7 separate regions of the Mus musculus genome follow, and regions 1, 2, 3, 4, 5 and 6 are each linked to region 7. The links are chromatin contacts, called in public ChIA-PET, HiChIP or PLAC-seq and promoter capture Hi-C maps. All regions are on one chromosome and are shown on one strand. Each heading gives the region's core, a stretch centred on a gene start, on an enhancer-like site or on the middle of the called end of the contact. The rest is flanking DNA. Distances are from core to core; before and after follow the strand shown. Region 1 holds the start of Pex7 (peroxisomal biogenesis factor 7). Region 2 overlaps Pex7 (peroxisomal biogenesis factor 7). Region 3 holds the start of Map3k5 (mitogen-activated protein kinase kinase kinase 5). Region 4 holds the start of Slc35d3 (solute carrier family 35, member D3). Region 5 overlaps Map3k5 (mitogen-activated protein kinase kinase kinase 5). Region 6 has its middle 38 kb from the start of Il22ra2. Region 7 holds the start of Tnfaip3 (tumor necrosis factor, alpha-induced protein 3).

Region 1 (2,879 bases), core at 297-2,796, 890 kb after region 7:
GGGGAAACGCATCAGAGTGCCAACTCACACCGGGCCTGGTGCTAGGCACGCAAACCTTTCAAGCTGGAGCTAATAACAGAAGACAAGGAAGGCTTGTGCTTACAAACCCCCAAGACTGTGGTTCTCCCCTGCTGATACACGCAGAACACACCAATCACAGCATTTTAAGACAGTATATGTGGAAATACCATATACTCGTTGGTCAGGTGTTGAAAACAACATTAACTTCAGTTATGTGCCAACAATCAATAATTTTTGCTGAAAGACTAATGTCTCTTTCTCTCCCCCATCTCACACTCCATTAACATCTGTTCAAAGGGAATCTGCACTTGAACTTTACAAGGTAAGATGACTAATTACTATGCTCACATGCACATTCAACTGTTCAAACTAGAGTCTTCACAGAATTTCGCTTTGAGTTTTTGTGATCAGTGAGGTGGGTAAAGTGTTAAAGATCTTCCACTTAAACGTAACTGATGAAGAAGAAAAAAAAAAGTCAACTGTCAGGTCAGAGACCCGACCCCTTCCATGTGCAGAGCCAGCTTCTAATCCCAGTACCCACTTGGCAGCTGACAACCATCAGTAATGGATCCAACACCCTCTTTGAATCTTCTCTTCTGACCTTAGCTGGCACCAGGCATGGTTCACAGACATACATACAAGCAAAAAACTCAGACACACACACAAAAAATCTCTAGAAAACAATTCCTAATTATACCAATTTCTTGTAAGAAACCTTTATAAAAGTCTAAAGTTTGATGGCCAAGAACTGTGAACCCAACCGTGAAAGCACTAAGCACTAATGGACAAACTATACGGAAACAAGTTTATTTACCACTACTTTTCAGAAATCGTATTTTTTTCCTGCAGTAAACAAGTATTACAGATCACTGACATTATGCAATGGTTTGCCATACACTGCTCCTGTGCATAAACAGCAGATGGGGTATAAGTTAAAATAAATGGCTTGAGCACTTAGACATCTCTGCACATTTATCCACTTCCCCTAGAACAACTAAAAGCGAGCACAGAATTTTCTAGTTTTTTTTTTTTTCTTTTTCAAGAAAGGGCCAGCGTCTCCCTAAGTCTCTGTTGAGGATGGCTTTGAACTGGTGGCTCTGTTGACTCCACCTTGCAAGTACTGACAAGTGCATCCTTCTTACAGAAGGGAAAGGACTAGCTGTAGACTTCCCCTGGGCTCCAATGCCAACTCCGCAGAAAGGGGGACCTAGGAGGGAGGGCCGAGCTCTGTCGCCCCCTGGCGGTGGCGGCGGCACCGCGCGCTCAGCGGCGCGTCCTACGCCCGCCCCGGAGGCGCGGCCCGCGCTCACCCGCGATGCCGTAGTGCTGCGCCGCGGCACAGGCCAGGCGGCCCGGCAGGTACGGAGAGAACTCGGCCGCATAGCCGTGGCGGCCGGGCACCCGCAGCGTCCGCGCCGCGCTCATTCCGCTCGCCCGCCGTCACTCGGCCTCCCGGCCCGAGCGCGGAAACAGTCTCGAGGTAGAAGTGCCCCACTGCGGCTCACTGAAAGTCCAGGAAGGCCGGGCGGAAGTGACGACGCCGACGCCCGGAATCCTAGATTTTGATTGGGCTACATAGAAAAGGGAACTGACGCCGCGAGGACCATTTTTCTTTTGGGCAAAAATCCAATGATTTGCTCTAACTAAAATCAACTGGTCTTTCAGAGATTATTCTAGACCTAAAAGAGAAGATACTCGCTAGGAGTCACTTCAGACAGTTGTTCACGTTTAATTGCAACCTCCATGTTTTTTTTTTAAATAAAAACCTTGTGTTTTTATTAATTGCTTGAACTTTAAAACTTTGCTATTCTGACATTTTCCTGATGGTTACGAAATAAAAGCCACAACAAACTCGGAAAGCAGTTAGTGAGTCCAAGGGCAACGAATGGAGTACTAGGTTGCCCAAGGTAATTTGAATCCAGACAACAATGAAGTTAAAGGATAGGACTATTATCATGTGCAATTTGCGGTCTATAGGTTTTATGTAGTTAGTTGCACTATGCAGATATATTCCAGTAATTAAGGAAGACTTGGGCTCATTAATTTCTTCATTCAAATGTTTGCCAAGCATATGCAATGTGGTAGATGAATGTGCAGTTTGCCAAACCAAACACTGAAGAGTGAAAGAGACTTGTTAATCATTAAACCAGTCAACCTGCACAGACCAAGTCATGTACCAAGCTTGGTGCTAGACTTTTGCATTCAAAAGACCCACTGGGATACGTGGTTGAGCTCAAGAGATTACAAGACTTGAAAGCTGTCAAGTGTAATCAAAATGCTATTGATGCTGTGATGAATATACACAGATGTTTTTAGGGTAGGGTGTCAGGGAACATTTTAGAAAGGAGATAATCTAGGGTGAATTCATACAAATGACTTTCTCTAACTAAAAAGTTGGAAGCCATTGTGGGATCAGGAGAAGGGTGAAGAACCCAGGAAACCTAAAACCGCAAGGGATGGTAGCTGCCAGGACTCAGTCTAGCCTGATAGAGAAAGAGCACTTTGGGTAGATTCCACCTGGTGAGAGAAAATCAAATGCTCCAACATGAACTCTTGTATTGTACCCCATGCCCAAGGAACTGTGCTGCAGCTTAAATAATAGAGATCTGTGCAAGTTTTCAGATATGGATCATTTAGTGAGTTATCATTCCCAAGCAACAGTAACTGGAGGCTAGAGATTGGCAATGGAGTACAGTTAGAGACTTTAGCAACAACTCAAGCAGAAGATGCTATAGTTGGGTAATAGTGTTTTGTTGAGAATTATGGAAAGGTGTGGAGAGGGTACGCTTAAGGGTCAAATGAAGACAAAAAGCTTAAATGGTTTCCAACTCTTAGTATAGTACTTATCTAGACACAGG
Region 2 (3,159 bases), core at 394-2,893, 860 kb after region 7:
ACAAATGAACACACTGAGCACATGCCAGATAACAGAAGCCAGACGCACACAGAGAGACCCAAGTAACGGGCATGGACTCAGCCCCACCTGTGCCTGAAAATTCCAACTCAGCGCCATCCTGGAAAAGCTGACCTTAGGAAATGTTGGTGCCCAGTGAATTAAGTTTAGGAGCCACCATGTAAACGCAGTGCTTCTTAAGTATACTTCAACAGACACAGAATTGATAAATCTACCCTCAGACCAAGAGCACTTTCAGGCAGAAAGAAAAAGCCAACAAAGTGATTCTTAACCCTGGCTACACTGAAATCAACTGAGAAGAAATGTTAAAAAAAAAAAAAATAGCCGTGGTGGAGCACACCTTTAATCCCAGCACTGGGGGTGGGGGGGGGTGGGGGGGCAGGTGGATTTCTGAGTTCCAGGCCAGCCTGGTCTACAGAGTGAGTTCCAGGACAGCCAGGGCTACACAGAGAAACCCTGTCTCAAAACAAACAAACAAACAAGCAAATAAATAAACAAAGTCAATGACTGAGTCCCCACTGTAGAGGAAGGCATGACCCAGCAACTGCATCACTGATTTTTAGTTTTCAAACTTAAACTCACATCAGAATCACCTGGAGGACTAAGTACAAACAAATTGAAAGGCTCTGGAATTGCCCAAGAAGTTTTGGAAGAAACAAGTCTTAAGTGCTGGTTAGGTGGCTGTCCCAGGATGGTACTGTGGGAATCACTGCCCCAAGACCGCTACAAATGAGAACTTATTCACACTCTTTTGACTCCATCAAGACTCTGGGGAGGAACAAATACGTTAGAGATAAAGTCCCAGAGGTAAAGTAACACGCTATTATTTCATGTGAATTATCTTTGCCTACAAGGCTGTTTTCTTCTACATTATTAATAGAACGCAATGAAATACAATGTTAGCTCCTTCTTCCCAGTAATAAAAAAAATTAAGATGATCCAAGCCTGAGTCTCACTTTATCTTCAGCAAGGTTACTCAGGTAGCACCATGGATGGTGCTTTTGTGTGAGGGTCTGGGGAGATAGCTTAATCAGTAATGCGTTTGCCGTACAAGCACGAGGACCCGAGTGCCACTCCCAGGACCCATGTAAATAGCCAGACATGATATGGTGGTGACAAAGTCAGGAGGCTCAATGGCAGCCAGTCTAACCTAATCCAGAGAACCAGGTTCCACTGAGAGACCCTGTCTCAAGACAAACAGACAGACAGACACACACACACACACACACACACACACACCTGCTTTTATACATCTGCTTTTGATCATCACCCAAATTTCAAGGTACATACAGATGTATAAGTTCATTTCTCAGCTTAGGGACTAAGCTAGGGACAATCTCGAAATCCTCGATACCATACCTAATGGTCTAATCTACCTCTTTACTCAATCAGGGGAGCTCAGGAGATCATGCAGAGGCACCATCTAGGATTCTCTGGGTAGTTTTGATGAATACTCTGAAGCTTAACACAGGCCTGCACCAACTCAGCCCCCTACCTTCTGGAACATAGAAAATTCCATATGCTAAAGCCCATGCCAAAACTCCATTAGGCAAACAACTTGCATTTAAAACCAACACCCTAAGGAAATGATGAGCCAGCATAAATGTAAACGTCCATAACAGAGTTCAGAAACTTCCTCCTTCGTTTAGTATCTTTGTAAGCACTCAGTTCATGCTCGCTCTCAGCCGCTGCACTGTCTCTTGCTAGCTGGCATGAACTCAAGTGCTCACCTCCTACTGTCACCAAACACATCTTCTGCAATGACTTTCAAGAAACTAGACATGCCTGTGGTTACAAAAGAACTCGATTGTTTAATGGCACATAAAATCCAACACTGAGACTCATGATGAAGTCATGGGCCCACTATTTGATTCTTACCACTTTTAGGGGAGCTTAGAGATAAAAATCATAGCCTAGGAAACAATTTTACAACGAGGTAAAAGTTATCCATACTTATCAGCATCTAAATGCTCGATGATCGGCACCAACGGGAAGCTATTTGGTTTTTTTGTTTGGTTTTGATTCTGGAGCTAATAACTGTAACAAAAATTAAGTTTAAATAAATTAATGGTTAATTTTGGAAAACTATTCAGCAGTTTTCAAAGATGACTTTTAAACAGCCACAAATATCCAGAAGTCATACCATGCTTACAATGTTCAAGGTGAAACATTATAAAAATTCTAGACTTAGCTTCTCTGTCAAAATGAATTAATTATAATATTTCAATTAAAACCTTAATCAGATCAATATTTTCAAGAGGCAAGCTCCCATTCATTACAGCAAGCATCAAGCCTAGAGTACATGATGAATTAAAGAAAGCCATTAGGCTGATGGGAGGCTGGCTCTGGGAGTGCTCATGGCTGCGGTCCACAGGCATGCAGGATGATGGATAAAGAATGCCACATCTCAACAGGAGGAGTAAAGAAAACGTTCCCATAAAGCTCATTGTGTATGTGCACAAAGAGTCATGAAAGAGGTTTCATGAAACCTCTTTCATGACTCTTTGTGCAACTCAATCTTAAATATTTTAGTAAAGAGAAATAAAATTGGAAAAATTTTATTTTTCAAGTAAATTTCAAGAAACTGGACATCCCTGTGGTAACAAAAGAAGTTGACTGCTTAAAAATCCGACACTAAGACTCAAGATGAAGTCATGGGCCCACTTATGAAATAGTATCAATATCAGTATCTTGATCAGTAATGTCACAAGAACAGCACATTTGACTGTTAACTCCCCTGGGAAAGTGGGACTCAGAGCTAGGGAGAGTTTTGCAGAACAACAGGCAGCAGATGATACTCTCTAGCAAGAGCATCACGTCCAAACAGTAAGAATCATTAGACTCACAGCCACTGCCCAGCTGGGCTGACTGTTCCTTAGCTACACCACATGAAATACTTAATGCTCCCGCTGTGAAGCCGCACAGCTATGGATTCATCCACCAGGGCCGCACGGTGGTAGACTGTCTGTATAGCTTACAGCCGCTCTCTTTTCTTACCGTAACTCCCTACTCAGCAGGCACTGGGCACAGAGATAGGGAGGAGCCAGGAGCCAGACAGAGAATAAGAGAGGAGACATGAGGAGCCAGACAGAGATGAAGAGAGAAACACAGAAAAAGCAGACCAACAATGCTGTTTCTTTT
Region 3 (2,751 bases), core at 48-2,547, 920 kb after region 7:
CATCTGGTTTTGCTTCCCAAAATAAGCGGGAGCTTTTTGATCACACTAAAGCAATCAAGCCTTTTCATTTGTGTATGGTTCAGTTTTAAAAAATGAAATAAGTTAACTTCTCTCTTTCAACTCTGAATGATAATTTTCCCATGCATTTTCTATCTTAGGTATCTGGCATTTTGAGGAAGGGGTGACTTTAAGATGATATATGAGAGTATTAAGTCATTCGGCAATGGAGCCAATCAATTACTCATTAACGATAACAGCGTAAGCAACTGGAAATTTTACAATGAAAAGTACCAGCGGCTGCCACGATAAATTTAGCCGACCACTTCTAAATTTAGCGCCCCTGTCACTTATAAACCACTTTCCATTTGAGGCCTGGGCTGTAGGGCGCTTGTTGGATCCTCCCGCCTCTCGGCACGCGTGTTGCCACGGTGCATCCAGCGCCACGCGCTGCCCACGAGCGGACCAGAACGAGCGAGGCGCGGTGGCTGCGCCCAGCGCTGCAAACGCCTGGCGGGCTGACCGGGACAGTGCGGGTTAGAGACTCTTCTTTTGCGCCGTCCCGCAGCGAGGCGCGCACAGGGTTTCAGCCCTCTTTCCCAGTTCTCTGAGGTCCCGGAGCAGTGGGTTCGGTCCAGGCTGCAGCTTCCCAGCAGCGCCCTCCTCAGGGGCGGGCCCTGGCTCTCTGTGCTGCAACGAGTGGGCGGCCACAGGCGGGTAGCCGAGAGGACGGGCGGCTGCGAGACGGTCGCTGGGACTCGGAGGGCGCGGCGAACCGGTGAAAGAGGAAGGGAAGGAAGGAAGGAGGAGGTGGTGGTGGAGGAGACGGAGTCGGTGCAAGGGAGCTGTTGCGGAGCAGAGAGGCGGATCCTTTCGGGAGCGGCCACGGAGGTTCCGGGACGCGGCTCGGGGTAGCCCGCCCACCGCGCGTAAGGTGTTCTCCAGGTAGCGCCGGCACCCAGAGGGCGCCCTCGCCCGGCCCGCGCTCGGCAGGCGACAGCTCGCGGCTCCCCGAGCGCGGCGCCCTTGAGCCGGGCTGCGCAGGTTGGCCGCCGACTCGTCCGCCCGCCAAGAGGAGGAAGCTCTGTCCCTTCCCGCTCGCCGCGGCCGGCGTCCCCACCCCGTGGACTCTCCACCCTGCAGCGGGCGAGCGGCGTGGCCACGGAGGCGCCGAGGAGGGGCGAGCCGCCGCCGGGCAGCGGCGTGGCCCCGGGGGACAGGGCGCCCGAGCGGAGGCGGCGGCGGGGCGGTGAAGGCGCGGCGCGCGATGGCAGCTGCCTAGCCCGGCGCGCGCGGAGCAGCCCGGAGCTGTGGCTAGCCAGACGGTGCGTCTGGGCTGGGGACTCCGGGGTCGCCGCCGTGGCAGCCCGGCAGGCAGAGATGGGCACCGAAGCCGGCGAGGGCATCACTTTCTCCGTGCCGCCCTTTGCGTCCGTGGGCTTTTGCACCATCCCGGAGGGCGGCAGCTGCCGGAGGGGAGGAGGAGCGGCGACGGCGGCGGAGGGAGAGCCGAGCCTGCAGCCCTTGCTTGTGCCGCCGCCGCCGCCACCGCCGGGCAGTTTCTGGAACGTGGAGAGCGCGGCGGCTCCCGGCACCAGCTGCCCTACCACCGCCCCCGGGAGCAGCGCCACCCGAGGCCGGGGCAACTCTGGCAGCGGGGGCGGCCGGCGTACCACCGTGGCTTATGTGATCAATGAGGCGAGCCAGGGGCAGCTGGTGGTGGCGGAGAGCGAGGCCCTGCAGAGCCTGCGGGAGGCGTGCGAGGCGGTGGGCGCCACCCTGGAGACCCTGCATTTCGGGAAGCTGGACTTCGGGGAAACCGCCGTGCTGGACCGTTTTTACAACGCAGGTGAGTGGCAGCTCGGCTCGTTGCTTTGCCCAGCCGGTTTCTCCTGGCTGTCTTGGTTGGGGGGGGGGGGGGATTTTTGTTTTGTTTTGTTTTTCGTGGGCGGGAAGCAAGCTTCCTATTTACATCACGCCTCACCTTGAGAGCGGCAAGAGTGGTTGCAGGACTATTCAGGCCGGCCGCTCCTAGTTGAGGGTGTGCTGGTGCAAGTGACTGTATTTGTGCGGGAGATCCTCCGCTGATTTATTCATTATCCGGCAGCGAAGACCCTGGGTCCAAGTACAAGGCTCGGAAAAACACTTCCTCCCACCATTGCGAATAATTGCTTCAATCACTTCTCTTCAGTTAGGAGGTGGGTAGGTTTTGCTTTTGCAAACACACACCTGTGGCCCACTGAAGTGATGTTCTGTTCTCTGTGCAGTCTTGGGAGTACAGAAATGCCCTTATGCTAAGCAGCCAGCTGTGTGCAGAGTTTCGTTTGAGTTTTCAAAGCGCGGCCTGACCTTCCCCAACTCATTTCACCTTCGAGTTTTGGTGGCTTCAATTTCCCATTCTCTTACTACTTTGAACGGTCAAATAACTATATGTTGGAGTAAAAGCACCGTGAAACACACCAAATGTGTGTGATCTTTGTTAGAATCTTGCCCAAAGAACCAGTTTTTTTTGTTTTGTTTTTTGTTTGTTTGTTTGTTTTTTTAAAAAATTACCTCAGATACTGTGGTGAGTGGAAGAGTTTATAATTTGGCATGGTTTAAAGAGTTCCCATGCAATTTTAATGACAGATTCGGTTGACTATTAAAGTGATTGTTAATGTAATCCACCGGAATGTCTCCCTTTTAGTCCATTTCAGATTTCAAAAACTGTTAAGAGAGTTCTGATGACTAAAGCAATTAGCCAGCCGTCTGTCA
Region 4 (3,094 bases), core at 345-2,844, 840 kb after region 7:
CTAATGTACCCGGTCTTCCTCTAGCCAGGGCGAAGGCCAGGGGGAGATCAGATGCTCTCTGGGTAGGCTCCTTGGGGTCCCTGAAGCCTGCACGGAGGCCACCTGGGAGGGTGGTTCCCGCCCCGTGGGCACCGGAAGGGACAGGGAACCCCAGCTAGCGGCCTCAACCGAGTGCGGGCACGGCCCCGGAAAGAGTGTTTCCCCTCTGCCCGCAGCTGGATTCCCCGGGGGTCCTCCCCGCCCCTCCTGCCCTTGAGCCCCGGGGCGGTTCCTTTTGCCTAGGGCCCGGGTACTGAGCCCAGGTTGCTCAGGCTTCACTCCCGTCTCTCCAGCTCCCCAACCCCGCGTGATCCGAGGAAGTTCCCGGCCCCCTTCCTTCCGGCTCAGTGCAGGGCTGGACTCCAGTTCTCTGCGCTGGCGACTCTCCATCCCTCCTGAGGAAGGGGCTGAACAAGAAAGACCCGGGTGGGGGAGGAAAGGGGTGGGGGTGGGGTGGCGGAAGCCTGGACACCTGGGGGGCAGGGCTGATGGAGGAGGCTTGAAGGCTGAGAGAGGCTGCGCTGGGTCTCAGAAGAAAAGTCCCTTTTGTGATCCCAAGGACCACTCAAAGCTCCCTGCCTCAGTATCCCCATCTGGCAGTGAGGGCGTTGCACCGAGTGGTCCCAGCGGTCTCTACCGGGTGGGTTGGGTGGACCAGGGTTGACGCGGGTCCCGCTCACCTGCCAGGGCGGCGCCGCAGGTGGTGATGAGCACGGCCGCTAGCACTCCGGGCGAGGGCGCGCCGTTCTTGAGCACCAGCACACCGATGAGCATGGTGACTAGGGGCAGGCAGCGCTTGAAGACTACGTACATGGGCAGGCTGAGGCCGCGCAGCGACCAGAGAGTGAGACTGGACTGCAGCGTGGAGAGCACGGCAACCCCAGCGAAGGAGCGAGCTAGGCTCAGGCCGAAGGGGGGCACGGCAATGAGCCCCAGGCGCCGCAGCAGCTCCAGGCTCAGCGCGGCGGTGGAGCTGGTCAGGCACTGCACCAGGGTCAGGAAGGAGAACTGGTAGCGGCTGATGAGGAACTTGAGCAGGATGTTGAGGGAGCCAGAAAAGACCCCGTGCGCGATCGCCACCGAGATGCCCAGCACGCGGCCCCGGCACAGCTGCCGCATCGCGCCGGCCCCGCCGTACCCCGCCGTGGCGGAGCTCGAGACTCGCAGGAGGTCGGCGGGGAGGCGCAGAGCGAGGGCAGCGGGGGCGCGGGCCGGGCGGCGGGACGAAGCGAAGGGCAGGGAGTGCGGGCTGGGCTGCGGAGGGCAGCTCCAGCCGGGCGTCCTCCCGGCTCAGCAGCTCCGCGTGCGACTGCCCCGCAGATGCCGGGAGGCGGGGGCGGGGGACTCCGAAAAGTGGCAGGGGTGGGGGACGGGTGTGAGAGGAGTGGCGGGAATCCTAGAGACCGCGACTTGGAAGTAGGTGAGGATCCCTGATGAGCTGTGTCCCGTGTGGTTCCTGGGTCAGAAGGATGCTCTGCGGAGTGCGGACTGGACCTGCTGAGGCGGCTGCCGCGGGGCGGGTGGAGCCTGCTTCCCTGGGGCATCCAGCGCCCACCGGGGTCGGCTCTCCGGGCGCGGCACCTCCTCCCTTCCCACAGTGGCAGAGCAGCGGGGTGCGTGCTGGGGGATCCCCTGCACAGCTAAAGACGGTATTAGAAACAACGCTCCAGCACTGAGCACCGTTCATTGGTCGCAACAAGTGACGGCGCCCCCAGCCCGGTGGCCCGCGAGTTGCAGCGGATTTTCCACCCACGGTCTCTCTCAGCGCTGCACGGGAAATGAGACACGTCGGTGCTGGAGGGCGGCGGGCCCCCTGACATTAGATCCCAGGGCCTTAAAAGAACCAGCTGCTGGGGAGTGCTTTGGAGCCCCGAAGTTGGCCTTTTCTGGTGCCAGGCTGTGAGCTTGGGTTCTGCGCCCCTCCCAGAAAAGGTCCTGAGATCCTGCGTGGCGCTGCAGGAGCTTTCCTTATGGAGAATGGCGTCTGGGCATCGGGTCGTGGGAATGGAGGGACACACTTAATTTAGGCAAAGATATAAAATAGGCAAAAGCAGACACTAACCGAGGGCAAGCTGATAGTACTAGCAGTGAAGGAGCGTGAGGGGAAGGAGCCCAGAGGCCAGGTAGAGATAGATGGACTGCTGAAATGACGAAAGGGAGAAAGCAGAGGGTGTGTGACGCAAGGATGAACCATAGACACTCCACCCTGTCCAGGTGTTCCGGAGAACGGTTTTTGAATTCCAGGGAACCGGCTTCAGATAGTAGGATTGTGTGGGTACCACTTTCCCTCGCCAGAGAGCACTCCTCTGCCCCATTGTGAAAAGTGCGCATGTGTTCCTCCCTACTTTACCTTTTGTGACTACCCCCACCCCCACTCGCTCCAGGTCCTTCCACCCCCACCCCAGTGAGGCTTTGATCTGAATTCACTTGCAGGCAAGTTACGTTCTGACCCTCAGAAAACTCAGCAGCGCAGAGCCACTAGCTTGGCTTCTGTAATTGCCAGCTACAGTCGTTTTTTTTTTTTTTTTTTTTTTTTTCCCATGCTATTTAAAATTTATAGTGATGTCCAAGCTTCCGCTGAGAAGCTAAGGATTTGAGGTCTCTGGTCTCTGTGTCACGTCCCTTTCAGTCACTGGGGTCTCATCTCTTAACGACTGGAATTTCAAACCTTTAAACACCACATCTCCTTGCCTGGGCACATGGGTACATTTCCTCGAAATCTTTTATCTTTATGGTTTTCCACTTCTATGATGCACCCAACCGTGGGGTACAGATGTAGAAACGGATTATAAGCTCAGCAGGAGGAAGAAATTGGAACAGGAATTAGAACCAGGTTCACTGCAGTTTCTCATGTGGGCCAGCTTTTGTATTGTGGGTGCTCTCGTGAGAAAGCACACCATCTCAGCCATAGGCAGGCTTAGGCTAGCGCCCAGCACAGCCACCTGCTGTGTCCCTGACAGGTGTGCACTCAGGTAAGTATGGGTCCCCGCAAAGCTGACTTTGCAGGAATAACCCCTAGCTGCACTGTGCTTCAAAGTTTCCGGTTCCCCAGTAG
Region 5 (2,765 bases), core at 238-2,737, 990 kb after region 7:
TGGCTGTGGAGCAGATGCACGCCTCAAAAAGAAGTCCCTCCTCATCTCCAACAGCATGATAACTGAGTCTCCCAAAACAGAAGGAGGCAGACAACAGATTGTAGGAAGAGGCATACATATTTAATAATGTGCAAGCACCCAGGATCACACAGAATGTAAAATCAAAGAAGGGCCCAGAGTTAAAACATAAATATTTTCTTCATGGGAGAAGGGAGTAGGGGCATGTTTAGTTTTAGAGGAGGAGTGGATGGGTTTTTTTCCATGTGTGTGTGTGTGTGTGTGTGTGTGTGTGTGTGTGTGTGTGTGTGTGTGTGTGTGTATGTATGTATGTATGTGTGTGTGTGTATGTGTGTGTGTGAGAGAGAGAGAGAGACAGAGAGAGAGAGACAGAGAGAGAGAGATAGAGACAGAGAGAGAGGGAGAGAGAGAGATGCTTGGGTGTATATGCATATCTTTACATTGTGAACATGTATATGGATGCTTGCACATAGGTTCAGTGTGCATATAGAAGCCCAGGGTTGATGTATACATTTTTTCATTGAGGTAGGATATCTCAGTGAAACCCAAAGCTTGTTAGCAACATTGGTCTTGCTACTTAGAAACAGCAATCACAGGTGGGCTGTGCTCACCCGGCACACATGTAGGTTTCTGGGGATCTGACCTGAGGTCCTCAAACTTAGATGGCAAGCCCTTTAACCTCCAAGCCTCTCCTCTGCCTGGGATGGTTATCAGTGTTTTGGTTTTCTGTGCAGGATATTCACCCCAGGGCATGATGTTGCGCCCAAGTACTCTGTCACTGAGCTGCATCCAGGGCATTGAATGACACATACGTTTAGGGGTGATAAATAGGCCTAAGAACAGACATTCACCTGGGCTCCGAATGTGCCATGTGGTTTCAATTCTAGACTTTCTTACTGCTCATTGATCTTCTAGAGGAGCTGGCTTTTTAAATAGATAAGGACATTGGGGGTGGGGTGGGGAGAGGTGGAGGTGGGAGTGCACTCCAGAGAGGGAGAGACAGACAGACAGACACAGGGACAGAAACAGAGACATAGAGAGACAGACACAGAAGTGCGCGTGCGCACACACATACATACACACACACACACACACACACACACTAAGGTCAGAGAGACCTTGGTTCTGAGACTACCTTTTAGTTCAGAGTGCCCAACATAGCATGTTACTCTGGGATATTGTTTCTCTGGGTCCCAACAACCATTTCTTTCATCACCAGCAATTCTATTAAGATAAAACCCGTAGCCCCTGTGCTTCTTGTCTTTCTCCTTCCCTTCATCTGAGGACACCTCCTACCCACATTGGATCTGCTTGTACAACAGAGTAGAATGAAGAAATAAACAAACACTGATGAGCAGCATAAGATGGTTAGATGCTAAAGGCTCTCATAGATGCCTGGGGTGTGGACCAGTTACCAAGAGCTGCCTCTGCAGCCCTGCACCAAAACCAAAACCAAAACTGAAACCCAGAAACCCACTTGTAATCCAGGCAGCGCTGTGGTAACCAGGAGGGTAACCAGGACATTCTCCCGGCGGCAGCGAGATACATTGGCACAACTTCTAAAAGAGCAGTTTGGCAATGACTAATAACATCCTGAGATGGGACAGTTTTGACCCTGGATATGTATCGTAGAAAACATGGCTCACACAAGTAAGGAAATACCATCAAGGAGTTCTATGTAACGTAGTTTATAATTCTCCTTCTCTGCAAAGGAAAGAGTAAATACCTACTAGGGGAATGACTAAATACCTTGTGGTAGTTATTTAATGGACTACTATAGAGCTCTTAAGGTGGGTCAACTAGAATGCTACAGATGTACATCGGTATATTTTATGGTCATATGTGAAATCATAGTATATGTTTAAGGCATCGTAGCAGCTATCTAAAATATAATGTGCATGACTATGCATCAAATGTTTGCATTAGGGATGGGTAGAAGTGTGCTTGGGAATTGAGAATAATTACCTGTTAGGAGAGGGATTGAGGTGAGGGGTAAGAAGTCACATCTCTGATGTAATGTAAGTTTAGGGAGTACACAGGGGAGGCACATGCTCATATTTTAGACATTTTATATTGAAATACTTGATAATTAACAGTTCTGAAGGAAATGATTGTCTATGCCTATGTACGCCAGGATAACTGAATACATTTTGGGCATTTGAATTCCCAAATATTGTTAGTTTCTTTTCCCTCCTGTTCCGGCTGTGACTGGAGGTCTCAGATGCATCTTTTTCTCTTTCCGAGCGAGCATCTGCTTTTCTCCCACTTGTTCCACGGTAGAGGAAATGATTCTCCCGAGATGAGCAAGCTCATGGCCGATGGTGATGCAGCTCGTGCCAAATGCAACTGTTGTCCGTGGCAGTCTGTCTGTGTTTACCACATACTCTGGCTGGACATGGTGCGTGTGTTTCGACTGACCCCACATGCCCTCTCTATTATCTTCTGGTCGCCATCTGATCAGCATCTCTCTAGAAGTGACACTAGAAATCTCATGTGCACAAACCCAAATTTGTAACAACGTCATTAAGTCATCTCTTAAAAATAAGCTGCTTTTAAACAGCAGAGCAGTTCCTTAGGACATTAAAAATAGATTCCCAGCAGGATCCAGCAATCTTCCTTCTGGCTGGGTACACAAAAGGATTAAGAGCAAGACATGAAAGAAATATTTGTATGCCTGTGTTTCTAGGAAACAAGATAACTGAAAAGGGGGAGTGGCAAAGCTGTATTTTGATGGCAAGTGGGTGAGC
Region 6 (3,034 bases), core at 301-2,800, 640 kb after region 7:
ACAGGCTTCCAGCCTTCTGCTGTCTAAGCCAGCTGTAGTTCTCAGATTAGACTAATTATTTCCTGGCGAAGGTAGGAAAGGGTCTTGGCTGCCATCAAGGTGTGTCACGGACTTCCTGTTTCATGCAAGGCCTGCTATTGCCTCCTTCCTTCTAATTTTCATATACGTCCAGAGTAACCTGTCTAAAACTAAAGTTAGACCACGGCTGAAATCAGTCCCTCAATGCATTCGATCAGGATCCTCTAATACAAAATCAATAAATATCAAATGTGCCCAGTTCTAAACCACGAAGCATAAACAGAGAGCAAACCAGAAGGCTGTTGTTTATCCTCTGAGTCTCCAAAACAAGCGCTTCACTGACAAAGTAACTTAAAGGTTGCTCTTTGGACAAAGATGTTCAGTTTTCTACCAAAGTACAAATACATTTGTCTCATAAACAGGAAGAGAATTTCCTTCCAGGATAGATGGCAGCAAAATCTCAGCCTCAAACTTCTTCAGTATAGTATATATAAATATTATGGGCTCCTTGACTGAAAGGAAGGTGAAGATATTCTAAAATTAGGTTGGTAAAAATTATAACTCTTCAAACCCTTATATTACTTGAGTTTTTAAGTTCAGCTAACATATTCTTTTCTGACTCTGTTTATGAATCCGGTAGCATTTTACAGTCACTCCTAAGAAAGCTTCCATAATTTTCTTACTTTAAATATCTATAAATTTGAAGGTTTCCGCCTTTGTGTTTTTCAGTGCTTTACCGAAGGACAGAAGAGTTGTCAGGAACTGTAGACGATGCGATCTTCAATCTACTTGGAAGCGTCCAAGTGAGCTTTTCAGCACTTTGTAGATGCTGGCAGAAGACAGACTCCTGAATCAGACAAAGGTCTTTTGATAGCATCAGAGAACACCATCTTGTAGCAGTTCAGTGTGCTAGGTTGGGCCCCAAACATCACGCGCTAATTCCTTTTAACGTGTTATCCTGAATGATAGCCAGGAGCGACAACAACAAAGCACTAGGTAAAAATAAAGCTGTGTTTATTTGAAAAGGAGAGACTTTAGGTAATAATTGATTTTAGGTCATCAACTACAACAAGTATACCTTAACATCTGATGCTAAAAGTAGAAAACTAGATGTGTAGTACATGTGAGCTCTTTGTGCAACCTTCATAATGATCTTGCTAATTTTAAACTTTTCTGAGTTTGTTTCTTATTTTAAGAAGAGTATACTAAATATTTTGTGGCAGAGCATATTTTGCTTGTATTAGAACCAGTGAGAAAATTGGAGCCAACCAATTGAAGGTCAGGAAGGCTGGGAGCAAGACTGGCTGAACTGTCTGCTGACCCCTGCTTTTTTTTTTCCCCACCAGTGGGACAGAAAGATGCATGTTTAAACTGCAGCAACATCTGCCACAGGTGGCTATTTCAGCCACTTCTTCCATGGCAGTAATTAGAAGAGTCTTACATCAAGAAGAGTGAACAGCACCTAACCACCGGAAGCAGAGCTGACATTGCTTGGGAAGTGAAACATCTCTGCTGTCTGGAGGGAACCAGGTCGTCTTGGTGTCTGGATTCCCCGGGGATTTCTTACCAAAGTGTCATTATCAGCACTTGGTTTACCACAGGACATGGCTCTCCGGTAGCCTCTTTTCAGTTAGCGGCCCACCTTGACAAACATGAACCCTTATCTGCAGACAATAACTACCACCCTGAGAGAAGAGAGAGGGAGCTGAAGACTATTGGCCGCATTAGTCCTCTACCACCTGAATTCCCACACTGTGCACAGCCAGAGGAGAAGGATCTGGGCGAGAAGTGGGTTACAGCGCAGGAAGCAGGCCCACTCCAGAGGCCCATTCATTCTGCAATGATTTGTATCTCTAGCAAGTCCAGAGACAATGACTGAGACCCAGGTTGAGCCCCGATTTAAGATCTACTGGTTCAAATGATCACAAGAGCACCTTTCTGCTCTCATGTTTGTTAAATTTATTTGTCTTGAATTCACGCAATGGTAAGAATCACCTAGAATGGCCAACTCTACAACTCAGCCATCCCCACTTGAGACTCTCTGCCTACGACCCTTTGGTGAGCATCTATGGTGTTTCCTGTCACTTTATTATGCCAACAGTCAAGGGAACACCAATGAAGGAATAATAGTGGATATTCAGACAAGTGGATGGGTTCCAAAAAAAAAAAAAGGAGATGGCTGAAGTAGAGGATGAGAAGACCCCAACAGGGCCCTGGCTCGGTGTGTGCAAACTGTTTCAACCACTTAACACAGGCTTTGTTAATACACTACTAATCCCACGGATAGGGAGCAAAAAACTCAAAGAAATACACTCAGTCGGTGTGTTCTCAGATCAAGGAACTATACTGGAAGATCACTGATGGAACTTTAAGGCCGCTGAGTATATTGGAAATTAGTGTCCTCAAACATTTAACATCTGCATAAGAAATCTTTTGCTTTCTCAGTTGTTTTGTTTTCTCTTGGGTATATGGTGGTGTTCAAACACAAAGTTGGTATGGTGGGTACCTAGAACATGTTTTTATCAACTTAAATATCAAGAGGAAACTCTTGAAAGAACAGTAATATTTATTTTTGATTAGAATGGGAGTACATGGGCCATAGTCAGCTATGAAAACATTCACAGATTTGAGTAATGGGAAGCTGTTCTATGTCTCTGTGTGTATGTGTGTGTGTGTGTGTGTGTGTGTGTGTGTGTGTCTGTGTGTCTGTCTGTCTGTCTGTCTCTCTATATGTATGTCTCTGCTTCTGTCTGAATGTGTGTCTCTCTCTCTCTGTGTATATCTTTGTGTGTGTATGTCTCTTTCTGTGTGTGTATGTTTCTGTGTGTGTCTGTCTCTTTCTCTCTCTGTATATGTCTCTGTGTCTGTCTTTCTGTATGTGTTTGTCTGTCTGTCTCTGTGTGTGTAGGTCTGTGTGTGTGTCTGTCAGTGTGTGTTTGTCTGTCTCTGTGTGCATGTGTCTGTCTCTCTCTGTTTCTCTATGTGTGTCTGTCTCTGTGTGTGTGTGTCTATTTCT
Region 7 (2,738 bases), core at 234-2,733:
AACATTACCCTTAACTTTTAAAAATATATTTGTTACCTCACTGCCTTACAGATAAATTTCCCAATTTTTGTCACAGGATCAATAAGATTCTATAGAACTTACTCATCAAAGTCTTTCCCCCAGTTTTATTTTTCCACTCTGAACAGATTTTTTTTTTTGTCTGCGATGTGGAAACTTATGTATTATTTATCAACAGATACCTCGGGCAACTGTTGGGAAGTACCCCTCCAAAAAAAGCAAAGCAAAGCAAAACAAAACAAAACAAATCCATACAAAGAACTGCAAAAGATCCAAGTAGCATCTCAGACAATAAGAATGGAGACCGGATCAGTTGCTCAATAATCTGGGACATCAGAAGGCTAACTAACTGTGATCAGTTCTCCAAACGGTGCCCCCACTTGACCAGACTAGCTTTCCAAAGAAAGATCAGAGACCAGGAGAAAACAAAGCATGCTCCAAAAAGAGCTCTTAATACCTCAGCTTTCCTGAGAGGCCAGGTGGCAGGATGTGGGACAACGGACCCGGACTGACAACACACTATCTCAGTGTGGAGTCGGGGCTGCAGCAGGGAGTCTTACATGCCACCTAAAGTGGAGTCCCCAACAAGCAGGCCAGAGAATCATTTCTGCATGCATACTCTTCTTAAACTGTGGCAACTAGAGACCTAGTGGCAATCTCAAAGCACGCCCCTCCCCTCCACCTCCCGCCCCGCAACCCTCCTCCCACAGATCACTGAAAGGTTAGCTGACCGAAGTCTCCAAGTTGGATTTGGTGGCCTCTGAGAAACCCATCCCCTGTTGGGCCAGTTGTGCACAATATGGGAAAAAAGCCCAACGCGGTTCTGCAAGGTCTACGTGCCTATGAACACGCTGCACTTGATTTCCAAGTGGGGGGGGGGTGTCACCCACGACCACACGACCTAGGAACCCAAAAGGTGACTGACTATTCATCAGCCAGCTGCAGCTCCTGTCACCCTGCAGGATCGAAAAGGAATAGCTAGCTAACTAGTCGGCTGAAGAAACTTCGGGCTGTCAACCTAAACACCTGGCACCGGGACCTCAACTCCGGCCAACAATACCCCAACTCCAGGATCCCTGCAAAGCCAGCGCAAGGCAGCTCCACACTGAGCTGGCCGTGCACCCCGAATCTGGCTGGCAGTGCACCCCACTGACCGAGGACCCCCGCATTCTGCTAGCCGTGCACCCCGCAGCCGGAGCATCGCTCACCTCTTGGGGCCGCGCGGAGCCCTCGCAGAGCCCAAGTGGCCGGCCGGCCGTCACTGGCGCGCGCCGCAGCCCGGGATCGTGGTCCGGGTCGTGGTGGGGGTCGGGCCGAGGCGGAGCCCCATGGACACCCGATCGGGCTCGCTGGCTGAGGGGGTGTGCACGTCTTTCGGCGGCCTGGCTCACCGCTCCGCCTCCGGCTCCGAAGACTACAGACTGGGCAGTTCCCTTTTTTGCCTTTCAGTTGTATGCTTTGCCAACAGGGGGATTTCCGATGGAAATTCCAGTCACGTGACCCGCGTGGCGCGCCGCCGACCGGCAGAGGGCGCTCTAAGCCGTGCCCGCCCCGCCCGGAGAAACTCCTAGGTCCCGCCCCGGGGTGTCCCCGCGTGAGTCACCTGGGCATTTCGGAAGCTGCCTTCCACGTCACATCCATGTGGAAATCGCGGTGATGGGAACTGGAAATGCAATAGGTTCTTTTTTATAGCTTCTTTTCTGAAGAAAATCAGCTGTGAAAAGGAAGGGAAATTAGAGAGAAAACCCAAAAAACCACCCAGACACACAGGACCTCAGGCTTGAAGCTTGGCTTTGAAGTCTGGGCTGTGCACGTGATGAGCACTTCAGAAAGAGCCCTCCGCAGGGTCCCGAAGGGAATTGACAGAAAAAGCGGCAGGGTTCTCCAAGCCATGTGTCAGCTTCAGGTTGGATGCAGTGCAGAGTGAGATCAGACCCCATGGTCCTGCAGTTTTTGAGTTACGGGGGGTGGGGGGGGGCAAGGTCAATTTCAGAGAGAATTAGATTCGCCTCCCCCACCCCCACTCCTACACACCCTCCATTTCTCCTTTATTTCCCTGTTCCAAGGAGCGTTTTAAAGTTTAGAAATTTCTTCAAGTTTATTGCTGGCTTTCCCCGATCCTTCTACAGTTGTTTTCTTAAGTATTGTTTGGCTGGCCTGAGAATTAGTTCGCCCCATGAAGCCAATGGAGGATAGCCTTCCACAATGCCCTGATTGATCCCCGACTTGCCTTTCTTGAGAGGGGAGAAAGCTTCGCTTCACTTAGACAGGGGCTTGAGCTCTGCAGAAAGAAGCGAAAATGCTTTTACCTTTCTGGAGAAAGTGGAGTGTGTATGGGGGTGAGGTGGGGTGGGGTGGGGATACTCTCTGCAGAGCTACACACTAGAAACTGAGGTGGCTTCATTCACTGGCCAGGAAGGGCCACTCTGAGAAGGTGACATTGAAACTCTGTGACAAAGAAACCTCCAGGCAGTCTAGAGATAAGACCTCAAGGGTCAGCCACATTTGATACATCAAGGGGCTGAGCAGAGCTCTCTGGGTGGTTGTGCTGGGGCTAGGGTGCAGGGTGTGAGGCTCTTCCCGGAAAGGAGCCGGGATCTGTTTGAGGGACCACGGGAGGTCTGCGGAGTGACCTGATGTTATTTTAAATAGTGTTTAGTGTGATTAATTTACTCTGTGTGTGTGTGTGTGTGTGTGTGTGTGTGTGTGTGTGTGTGTGT

The links. Promoter capture Hi-C pulls out the DNA fragments that hold promoters and counts their contacts. ChIA-PET counts read pairs in DNA pulled down with a chosen protein or histone mark. HiChIP or PLAC-seq counts read pairs in DNA pulled down with a chosen protein or histone mark.
Region 1: a contact with region 7 is called in an RNA polymerase II ChIA-PET map of memory CD8 T cells, with 46 read pairs. The contact joins the promoter of Pex7 here to the promoter of Tnfaip3 in region 7. A contact is called at or near these places in 14 of 39 promoter capture datasets (the 3T3-L1 cell line, 3T3-L1-derived adipocytes, the HPC-7 cell line and 9 more), 3 of 484 Hi-C or Micro-C datasets (3T3-L1-derived adipocytes, liver and pro-B cells), 9 of 115 datasets of contacts at active chromatin or transcription factors (T-cell acute lymphoblastic leukemia, astrocytes, bone marrow-derived dendritic cells and 6 more) and 1 of 9 other capture datasets (adipose tissue).
Region 2: a contact with region 7 is called in an H3K4me3 HiChIP or PLAC-seq map of bone marrow-derived macrophages, with 3 times the contacts expected there. The contact joins the enhancer-like site here to the promoter of Tnfaip3 in region 7. A contact is called at or near these places in 5 of 39 promoter capture datasets (3T3-L1-derived adipocytes, the C10 cell line, embryonic stem cells and 2 more) and 3 of 115 datasets of contacts at active chromatin or transcription factors (bone marrow-derived macrophages, large pre-B cells and pancreatic cancer cells).
Region 3: a contact with region 7 is called in an HNF4G HiChIP or PLAC-seq map of pancreatic cancer cells. The contact joins the promoter of Map3k5 here to the promoter of Tnfaip3 in region 7. A contact is called at or near these places in 7 of 39 promoter capture datasets (the SN4741 cell line, cranial neural crest, frontonasal cranial neural crest and 4 more) and 8 of 115 datasets of contacts at active chromatin or transcription factors (astrocytes, embryonic forebrain, embryonic stem cells and 5 more).
Region 4: an RNA polymerase II ChIA-PET map of memory CD8 T cells shows a contact between it and region 7, with 33 read pairs. The contact joins the promoter of Slc35d3 here to the promoter of Tnfaip3 in region 7. A contact is called at or near these places in 7 of 39 promoter capture datasets (the 3T3-L1 cell line, 3T3-L1-derived adipocytes, cranial neural crest and 4 more) and 4 of 115 datasets of contacts at active chromatin or transcription factors (astrocytes, double positive thymocytes, memory CD8 T cells and 1 more).
Region 5: an H3K27ac HiChIP or PLAC-seq map of thymic regulatory T cells shows a contact between it and region 7, with 4 times the contacts expected there. The contact joins the enhancer-like site here to the promoter of Tnfaip3 in region 7. A contact is called at or near these places in 2 of 39 promoter capture datasets (the C10 cell line and pre-B cells) and 1 of 115 datasets of contacts at active chromatin or transcription factors (thymic regulatory T cells).
Region 6: a contact with region 7 is called in a promoter capture Hi-C map of pre-B cells, with 4 times the contacts expected there. The contact joins the enhancer-like site here to the promoter of Tnfaip3 in region 7. A contact is called at or near these places in 1 of 39 promoter capture datasets (pre-B cells), 1 of 484 Hi-C or Micro-C datasets (B cells), 2 of 115 datasets of contacts at active chromatin or transcription factors (the 230-238 cell line and large pre-B cells) and 1 of 9 other capture datasets (liver).

Annotation. Positions count from the first base shown.
Region 1 is chr10:19,906,128-19,909,006 of GRCm38.p6, forward strand. It overlaps Pex7 (peroxisomal biogenesis factor 7), which reads right to left and starts at 1,547. Exons shown (of 10, transcript NM_008822.2): 1 at 1,332-1,547. The coding sequence starts at 1,446.
Region 2 is chr10:19,873,893-19,877,051 of GRCm38.p6, forward strand. The region is part of intron 8 of Pex7 (peroxisomal biogenesis factor 7); the gene reads right to left. Among named protein-coding and RNA genes, the nearest start is that of Slc35d3, 24 kb to the left of the region's middle. Within about 2 kb of position 1,644, at least 17 of the 459 cell types and tissues checked have an H3K27ac peak or open chromatin away from gene starts, as enhancers often do. A contact at or near this core is called in bone marrow-derived macrophages and liver, where this site is marked.
Region 3 is chr10:19,933,229-19,935,979 of GRCm38.p6, forward strand. Map3k5 (mitogen-activated protein kinase kinase kinase 5) reads left to right here and starts at 1,298. Exons shown (of 30, transcript NM_008580.4): 1 at 1,298-1,846. The coding sequence starts at 1,378.
Region 4 is chr10:19,849,865-19,852,958 of GRCm38.p6, forward strand. Slc35d3 (solute carrier family 35, member D3) reads right to left here and starts at 1,595. Exons shown (of 2, transcript NM_029529.3): 1 at 720-1,595. The coding sequence starts at 1,158.
Region 5 is chr10:20,004,169-20,006,933 of GRCm38.p6, forward strand. All of the region lies in intron 2 of Map3k5 (mitogen-activated protein kinase kinase kinase 5), which reads left to right. Among named protein-coding and RNA genes, the nearest start is that of Map3k5, 71 kb to the left of the region's middle. Within about 2 kb of position 1,488, at least 85 of the 459 cell types and tissues checked have an H3K27ac peak or open chromatin away from gene starts, as enhancers often do. A contact at or near this core is called in thymic regulatory T cells, where this site is marked.
Region 6 is chr10:19,658,626-19,661,659 of GRCm38.p6, forward strand. No RefSeq gene overlaps it. Among named protein-coding and RNA genes, the nearest start is that of Il22ra2, 38 kb to the left of the region's middle. Within about 2 kb of position 1,551, at least 19 of the 459 cell types and tissues checked have an H3K27ac peak or open chromatin away from gene starts, as enhancers often do. A contact at or near this core is called in the 230-238 cell line, B cells and pre-B cells, where this site is marked.
Region 7 is chr10:19,013,927-19,016,664 of GRCm38.p6, forward strand. Tnfaip3 (tumor necrosis factor, alpha-induced protein 3) reads right to left here and starts at 1,484. Exons shown (of 9, transcript NM_009397.3): 1 at 1,227-1,484.